Regions from separate parts of the Sus scrofa genome. Here region 2 is linked to region 1. The links are chromatin contacts, called in public HiChIP or PLAC-seq maps. All regions are on one chromosome and are shown on one strand. Each heading gives the region's core, a stretch centred on a gene start, on an enhancer-like site or on the middle of the called end of the contact. The rest is flanking DNA. Distances are from core to core; before and after follow the strand shown.

The links. HiChIP or PLAC-seq counts read pairs in DNA pulled down with a chosen protein or histone mark.
Region 2: an H3K27ac HiChIP or PLAC-seq map of skeletal muscle shows a contact between it and region 1. The contact joins two enhancer-like sites. A contact is called at or near these places in 3 of 47 Hi-C or Micro-C datasets (liver, retroperitoneal adipose tissue and subcutaneous adipose tissue) and 2 of 2 datasets of contacts at active chromatin or transcription factors (alveolar macrophages and skeletal muscle).

Annotation. Positions count from the first base shown.
Region 1 is chr12:20,289,198-20,292,903 of Sscrofa11.1, reverse strand. It overlaps ATP6V0A1 (V-type proton ATPase 116 kDa subunit a), which reads left to right. Exons shown (of 22, transcript XM_013980945.2): 22 at 2,926-3,706. The coding sequence ends at 3,019. Among named protein-coding and RNA genes, the nearest start is that of HSD17B1, 20 kb to the right of the region's middle. Within about 2 kb of position 2,208, at least 53 of the 83 cell types and tissues checked have an H3K27ac peak or open chromatin away from gene starts, as enhancers often do. A contact at or near this core is called in skeletal muscle, where this site is marked.
Region 2 is chr12:20,562,544-20,566,030 of Sscrofa11.1, reverse strand. It overlaps STAT5B (signal transducer and activator of transcription 5B), which reads right to left. Exons shown (of 18, transcript NM_214168.1): 12 at 2,862-3,068; 13 at 1,479-1,573; 14 at 1,247-1,377. Among named protein-coding and RNA genes, the nearest start is that of GHDC, 17 kb to the left of the region's middle. Within about 2 kb of position 1,355, at least 2 of the 83 cell types and tissues checked have an H3K27ac peak or open chromatin away from gene starts, as enhancers often do. A contact at or near this core is called in skeletal muscle, where this site is marked.

The DNA.
Region 1 (3,706 bases), core at 959-3,458:
CCACAAGTCTGAGGTTCAGATTGGGTCATGAGGAGGTGGGTGACCTATTTGAAAACAGCAGTGAGCAGGTTCATGCACCAGCCTGCTAATGCTGTCTCCTCCTGAGTTACGTCAGTCTTTTCGTCCCACTGCCCGTGTGCAGTGGCCTGCTTGCCTTCCATAGTGAGATGTCTTTTCCTGCTCATAAAAGGCAAAGGCAGGGCTATGATTGTGGTTGTAACTGTGGACACTGGACCAGGGTTCACAGACAGACTGTTGCCCCGTGGCCTCTCTTCACAGGAGCTTCAGCCGCCTTACCCAGCAGATTGCAGTTGCACATGCACAGACTGGTGGCTAAAGGGACAGACTTGGGAACCAGTTTGTTGTAAGGAATGCAGTGGCACCACAGCAGGACACCGCAGGGTGGCTGAGGGAGTGGCTGCTCAGGAGGATGAGAGCACCTGAACTGTAGCCCCAGGCTGACCTTATCGCCCTGGCACGTGGGCCATCAGCCAGCTGTGTGTCCCAGGCCTGGCACTGCTCAGAGAGGGACAGAAAAGGTAGCTGGCATCTTTCTGCAACTGCGTCTCCTCGGTCACACCCCCACAGGAAAGGGAAGAGGTCCAGACTTTACCCCTTCATTCATGCAAGAAAAAGTTTCTGTCACATAGCGGGAGCGCTCTCTCCAAGGACTCCCAGTTAGTCCTTCTGGGCCCCTGGGTGGCCTTTGTCAAGTGTTGGAACTGGAAGGGGTGACGGCTGACTGCCTGAGGGCTCTCACATCTTTTGAGTCCTGAGACGGATTTTAGTGGCCTGGGGTGTGGCAGGGCACTGGAGGCGCACCAGGAAGAGCCCCTCAGGAAGGAAGAACTTGCAGGGCAGCCCCCGGGGCCCTACTTTCTCAGGAAGCACACGTTTCCCTGGCTGGGAGGGGAAAGAGGGTGGGGAGACCAGCAGGGCCCATGCTTTCCAGCTTTGTGTTGGGAGCCGGTGAGCACGGCTGAGAGGGGCGGTGGAGTCAGGCTGGTGAAGGCCCCCCTAAGTCCCTAACCTCGAGCAGCGGCTGGTGGGAGAAGTGGTGTCAGGGGCTTTATCAGAGGCTATCTGTCCCCTGATACAGATGAGGCAGGCAGGGGCTCTGCCGAGAGAAGAGTGGGCATCCGAAAATATCTAAAGCTTGTCTATTCACCATTGTTTGGAGTTAGACTTGTTTGTGTGATTAACCAGCTAGGTCAGAGTTCCAGATCCCTCAGTGACCTGAAGGTAATTGCCCACTATCTGGCTGTAAATTTCATGAAATGACATACCATTGTCATATTCAAACACAGCCTACCCAACATGAAGAATTGTCTTTTTTTTTTTTTTTTTGTCTTTTTGCCTTTTTTTCTGGGGCCACTCCCGCAGCATATGGAGGTCCCCAGGCTAGGGTTCTAATCGGAGCTGTAGCCAACTGCCTATGCCAGAGCCACAGCAACGCTGGATCCGAGCTGCGTTTGCAACCTACACCACAGCTCATGGCAACATGGGATCCTTAACCCACTAAGCAAGGCCAGGGATCGAACCTTCAACCTCATGGTTCTTAGATTTGTTAACCACTGAGCCACGACGGGAACTCCAAGAAGAATTGAGTCTTAGCAGCAGTGGGCACGAAGCAGGAACCCAGCACCTTCCCCCCGCTCCCCCCCTTCCCCCCACCAGGAGGCCTCCATAGCTGGAAGGTCTTCTTGGGGTGTTGGGATGTGAAGCTGAATCCTGTGACTGACTTCAGTTTGAAGTGCCCCCTCCTGATCCCATTTCTTGGGTGCAGCGGTGGCCGAGGCACCAATAGGGATCCTCCTCTGGGAGGCTTTGGCACCTGAGCCCAGCCCCTGGAATGTGAAGCTGGGGAGCAGCCTGCCTGTTGGTGTGCCCACACAGAAAACTCTGTCTACCGAGGCTCCCTAGGGGCGGAGCTAGCAGCCCTGGGGTCAGGGGCCTCGGAGCCTCCTCCCCCGCTTGGCTCATTCCTCCCTGGGCTTGGAAGGAGGATGCCCGTCTGAAGCTCAAGGCTGAGTGAGGGGCACGAAGGTGGACAGTGTCTTGGAGCCCTGCCCGCAGCCGACCCTGGGCCCCAGCTCAGCCTGCTCTTACAGGGATCGGGGGCCCCCAGGGTCACACAGCACTGAGTGGAAACTATTCTTCAGGGCAGCTCTCCTTGGCTTTTTTATCCTCTGAATCATGCATTTTTCTGCCCATATTTGGTGGTGGTTTGCTTGCTGGGCAACTGTCCAGGGCGAGCTCGCAGCCTGACTCTGCTTACAGGCGTGTCCTCCTCTTCCTGCCCCCTCAGAGTCGGAAGGGCCCAGGAGACCATCAGGGATGGATGTGGAGTGGCGGGGAAGGGAGTTAAAGCTGTTTTTCCTTTCAGTCCCCAAGAGGAGAATTCTTTCTCAGATGTTTTTGTAGTTGGAAAATATTTTTGCCGTTGCTTTGAGAAGACTTCCGCTCCTAACTTCCCCCTTTCCTGGGAATTTCCTCCCCAAGCCTCCACTGTTCGCTGGCAAGCCTCCCTTCTCCTTCCTCCCCCAAGAAGAGAAACAAGAAAACAGTGGCGCCTGCCAGGGCTCCTTGCAGCCACTCGGGGGCTTCCCTTGGAGGTCTGCTGGGGGCCTGCCCAGGAGGGGACACCTCCCCCCCCCCCCCCCCCGCCGTTGTAGTTAGAGACTCAGGCCGTCTACCGAGAACGCGGCATAAACACACCCTCGCAGAGCAGGCACTGAGACCAGGCTTGTGCCTTGGTGTCCTGCGCTCTCACAGAGGGCAGGCCCTGGGTGTCCTACGCTGGAGGTTGCGGGGCCGTGGGAAGCAGGGGGCAGTGGGGAGCTTGGGGTCGGGCCTTTTTCTGGCCCAGCTGCATAGTCCCAAAGGTGTCTGTGGAATGATGACTCTCCTCTTCCCTTTCTCCAGGGTGGAGTTCCAGAACAAATTCTACAGCGGGACCGGTTTCAAATTCCTACCCTTCTCCTTCGAGCACATTCGGGAAGGGAAGTTTGACGAGTGACCCTTCAGGGGGGCTGTGTGCCCGGCTGCCCTCCCGCTCCCTCCGCAGTGATTAGCTGTTCTCCACTTGCCTGTTAGTTGTGACCCCTGGGTGTTGGCATCTGTGCCATCTGGCCCATTTCCCCCAGCCACCTGTGAGTCGTTTAGATAGATCCAGCCCTCCCTGGGGCTCCCCGCCACCCCCAGCTTTGTGTGTGGTAGTGTAGTGATTTTCTAGAGAGAAGCTGGGCTCTGGCCATCACCCACACCCCCTGGGCGCCAGCCTTGCCCTCTGGGCCTCAGGCCAGCCCTTCCTCTGCCCCCTGCTGGCGAGCCAGTTCGGGCATTCAGAGAGGAGCCGGAGCGCCTTCACCACCCACACCCAGACTCTGAGCCCCCTGCTCCTACTGGTTGGGGGCGGGGGTGCTCTTTAACACTCCCCCCTCTTGGGTTAGCAGGGGTGGGTCCAGGAAGGTGGTATTTCTGTCCTCTGCCCACCCCCACTCCCACCCCGTCTTCAGTGTGCATGTTAATCAGGAATTCAGCTGGACCCACTGTACCAGCATGCATGGCTCCTCCCTAGAAGCCCCAAGGGTCCCCACATACCCCACACCTTCACCTTCCTGCCTCACCCTAAACTCACACCCTCTCCCCCTCCCTCCCAGAACCCCCATTTAGCACTGGGCACAGCATACGCAGCTGGGAGTGG
Region 2 (3,487 bases), core at 106-2,605, 270 kb before region 1:
ACCCAAATATACTACAAATATAGCTCTCCATTAAAACTGTTCCAATAAAAATCTCCATTAAAAAAATAAACATGGGCGTTCCCATCATGGCTCAGTAGAAACGAATCTGACTAGCATTCATGAGGACTCAGATTTGATTCCTGGCCTCAGTGGGTTAAGGATCTGGCGTTGCTGGGAACTGGGGTGTAGGTTGCAGATGTGGCTTGGATCCTGCGTTGCTGTGGCTGTGGTGTAGGCTGGCGGATACAGCTCCAATTTGACCCCTAGCCTGGGAACCTCCATATGCCACACCATAAAAAGCAAAAAAAAAAAAAAAAAAAAAAAAAAAAAAAGTTATGGGTAGACTTTCATTACTATAAGCAGGTAATGCATATACCACTTCCCTAGAGATTTAATGATCTCAGGGAGTTTCAAGTTCAAAGAGTATTCTGTCTCTCTCTAGAAGAGATAGCTTGCTGGCTCCAGTCCCTGACTCCCTGTACAAAAGTATGTAAGAGAGAAAGAAAGCATATCCACAGCCAGCAGATATGTGAGAGTTATTCAAAACTATTAACATATATATATATTTTTCTTTTTAAGGCCACATGGCAGTATATAGAAGTTCCCAGACTAGGGGTTGAATGGGAGCTGTAGCTGCTCGCATATACCACAGCCACAGTAACGGGATCCGAGCCGTATCTGCGATCTATACCACAGCTCAGGGCAATGCTGGATCCTTATCCCACTGAGCAAGGCCAGGGATCGAACCATGTCCTCATGGATACTAGTTGGGTTCGTTAACCACTGAGCCATGATGGGACCACAACTAGTCAGATTCTTAACCTGAGCCACAATGGGAACTCCAATGGCAATATTCTTATAATAGGATAAAGGAATGATTCAAATAGCATATTATTCCACTTTAACAACTCCAAACAACAAAGTAATTCTTTACTGGAGTAAGTTCAAAGTTGAGTGATAAGAAGGCAAATATTTCAAATGAGAAGCAGCTGAGATTTGGGACAGGGCGCTGCATTACAGGTGGCCATGTCCCCTTGTACATTTGTGTTTCTCAAAACTAGTAACTGTTTCCCAGAAGATTTTACACAGGCTGCAGCTGTGTCATGGTTATACATTTGTGCTTCCCATAATTAGCACTGGCCCCAAAGAATAATATGTACTCAATAACTTGTTTCTTAAAGTAATTTTGCAACAAAAGCAGCTAACGAGAGCCAAGATATGTCTTAAAAAAGGGAGGGGCACTCACGAGAATCAAACTTCCAAGCAATGGTGATGCCACCAATTTCAGAGTCACTGAACCTCAGCAGGAAAGTCCCGTCGGGCTTGTTAATGAGTAGGTCATGGGCCTGTTGCTTGTTCACGAAACCCAAAATAGCCCTGGATCAGAAATGCCAAAGGAGCAGAAGCAGAGTGGGATGTTTTAATGCCGGAAAGATCATCTTCCTAACTCTACTGCTAACTTAAGAAAGGATTCTCACCCATCGTTCCAATGAGGCTTGAGATGTTTTTTTAACACTTCCATCACGCCATCAAACCACTGCCAGAAAGTGTAATTCCGTCCTGGTAAATTTTCCTGGTTGGAGAGACAACAAATGAATACAAATAGGCAGAAGGAACCCTCAGGATATTACCCGTATAGACTTTAACTGGTGAAATTAAAGGGAAAATAACATCTACACTGTCAGAATCATAGAAATATACACGCCTGCCTGAGTTTGATCAAGTGGTCCTACAACCAAAAAAAAAAAAAAAACCAGGATAGAGAGGAAAAGACAGAAGAAGGGGGAAATACCACAGAGCAGTTACCAACAGTCCGTGGATCTCGGCTACAAACACTTGCCCCTGCATCTGGACTGACTTGTTCTTTGCTTTTGGGGGGGGGGGGCGGAGCAAAGGAGAAAAGAATAGCTTTATTGCTTTGACAGGCATAAGAGGGTCACAGGAGGCTAAGGCCCTAAAGACTGGGCCCCCTCCTTTACTGTTTTTGATGTGTGGTCTGTGACCCGCAGCGGCAGCGTTGCCAGGGAGCCTCTGGGAAACGCAAAATATCAAGCCCCATTTCAGACCTGCTGAAGCTGAGCCTGCGCCTTAACAAGCTGCCCAGGTGATGTGTAAATTTGAACTGGACTAGATCACACTGTGAGGCCACAGAGAACACGCCATCATACAGCTGCTGCAATAATTATCAGCAAAGTGCAGTTATCTGATTCTGCTGGAAGGCATGATTCTGCAACGGAAAAGACAGACTACCAAGGCCTCCTGCTTCCCCTATCGAACCTCCTCTGACTACCAGCAAACCTGTTGGCTAGCTGGTTAACACACAGCCATTTAAAAGAGTTAGACTCAGAGACTATGAGATCTTTGAACTGGGGCACTTAAAACACGGGGGTGGCCATGGATGCAAAGACACAAACGTTCAATTTAAAATCGAAGATGTGACAGGTGGCATCTGAACTGCCTGAGGCTAGAGGAAATGTGGCCTTCATTGGCACCCTCTTTTGAGGGCTGAGGGCCCCATGGGAGTCTGACTTTGCATTACACTCAAGGAGCCTCAGAGAGTCAAGGGGACTGAGCCATGGAGTTCTGAGCATCACCAAAGCTTTACTTCTCATGAGTTATGTGATCATTTGCTTTGCTGTTTCCTTTACAAAGGAAGAAAATGCATGCAAAGCCGTTTGCTTAAATATTCAAGCACAAAATTTTCTACACACACACACACAAAGCATGTGGCTTTCAGAGGCTTCCTATTACCGTGGGCATGGTGTATTAGAGGCATGAGGAACGGGGGCCCGGGGCAGGGATGCTCCCGAGGGGTCTGGCCTGGAGGGGCTGATCTGATTGCAGCAGGCGGGGGCCCTCACCCTGTTGAACTGGGACCAGGACACAGACATGCCGCTGTAGTCCTCCAGATGGCTGCTGCTGCTGTTGAAGAGCTTCTGCGCCAGGAACACGAGGTTCTCCTTGGTCAGGCCCCGGTTGCTCTGCACCTCGGCCTTGAATTTCATGTTGAGCGCCTCGCACAGCTGCGGCCACAGGACTTTGTCAGGCACCGCAAAGGGCACCCTGCCCTGCGGGGGTGGGGTGAAGGGGAGAGAAGCCAGAACCTTAGGAGAAAACACCTGCAGGATTTATCCCCTCAGCCCGAAAAAGAAAACCACTGAGGAGGGGATGGAGTTGCAAACACTTGTCTGGCTGAGCGTGGGGCTAAACTCAAACCTTCGCGGGGTTTGCGGTTCTGGGACATTGAGAAGGTTCCATCTCACTGTCTTCACATGCCACTTGGAAGCTATCAGTGCTGTTCCGTAAAAGAGCTGCTGGACATACTGTCTGATCCCATGCTCTCATGGTCACGGAGACAAAACATGACCAAAGTCTGACTCTGACACTATAAACTCAAAGGGAGTACAAATCCACAAGACTGGTTCTCTAGGTGCAGAGAGAGAATGTGTGTGTTCATATGTGGGTGCGCAACCGTCATCCGTGCCCT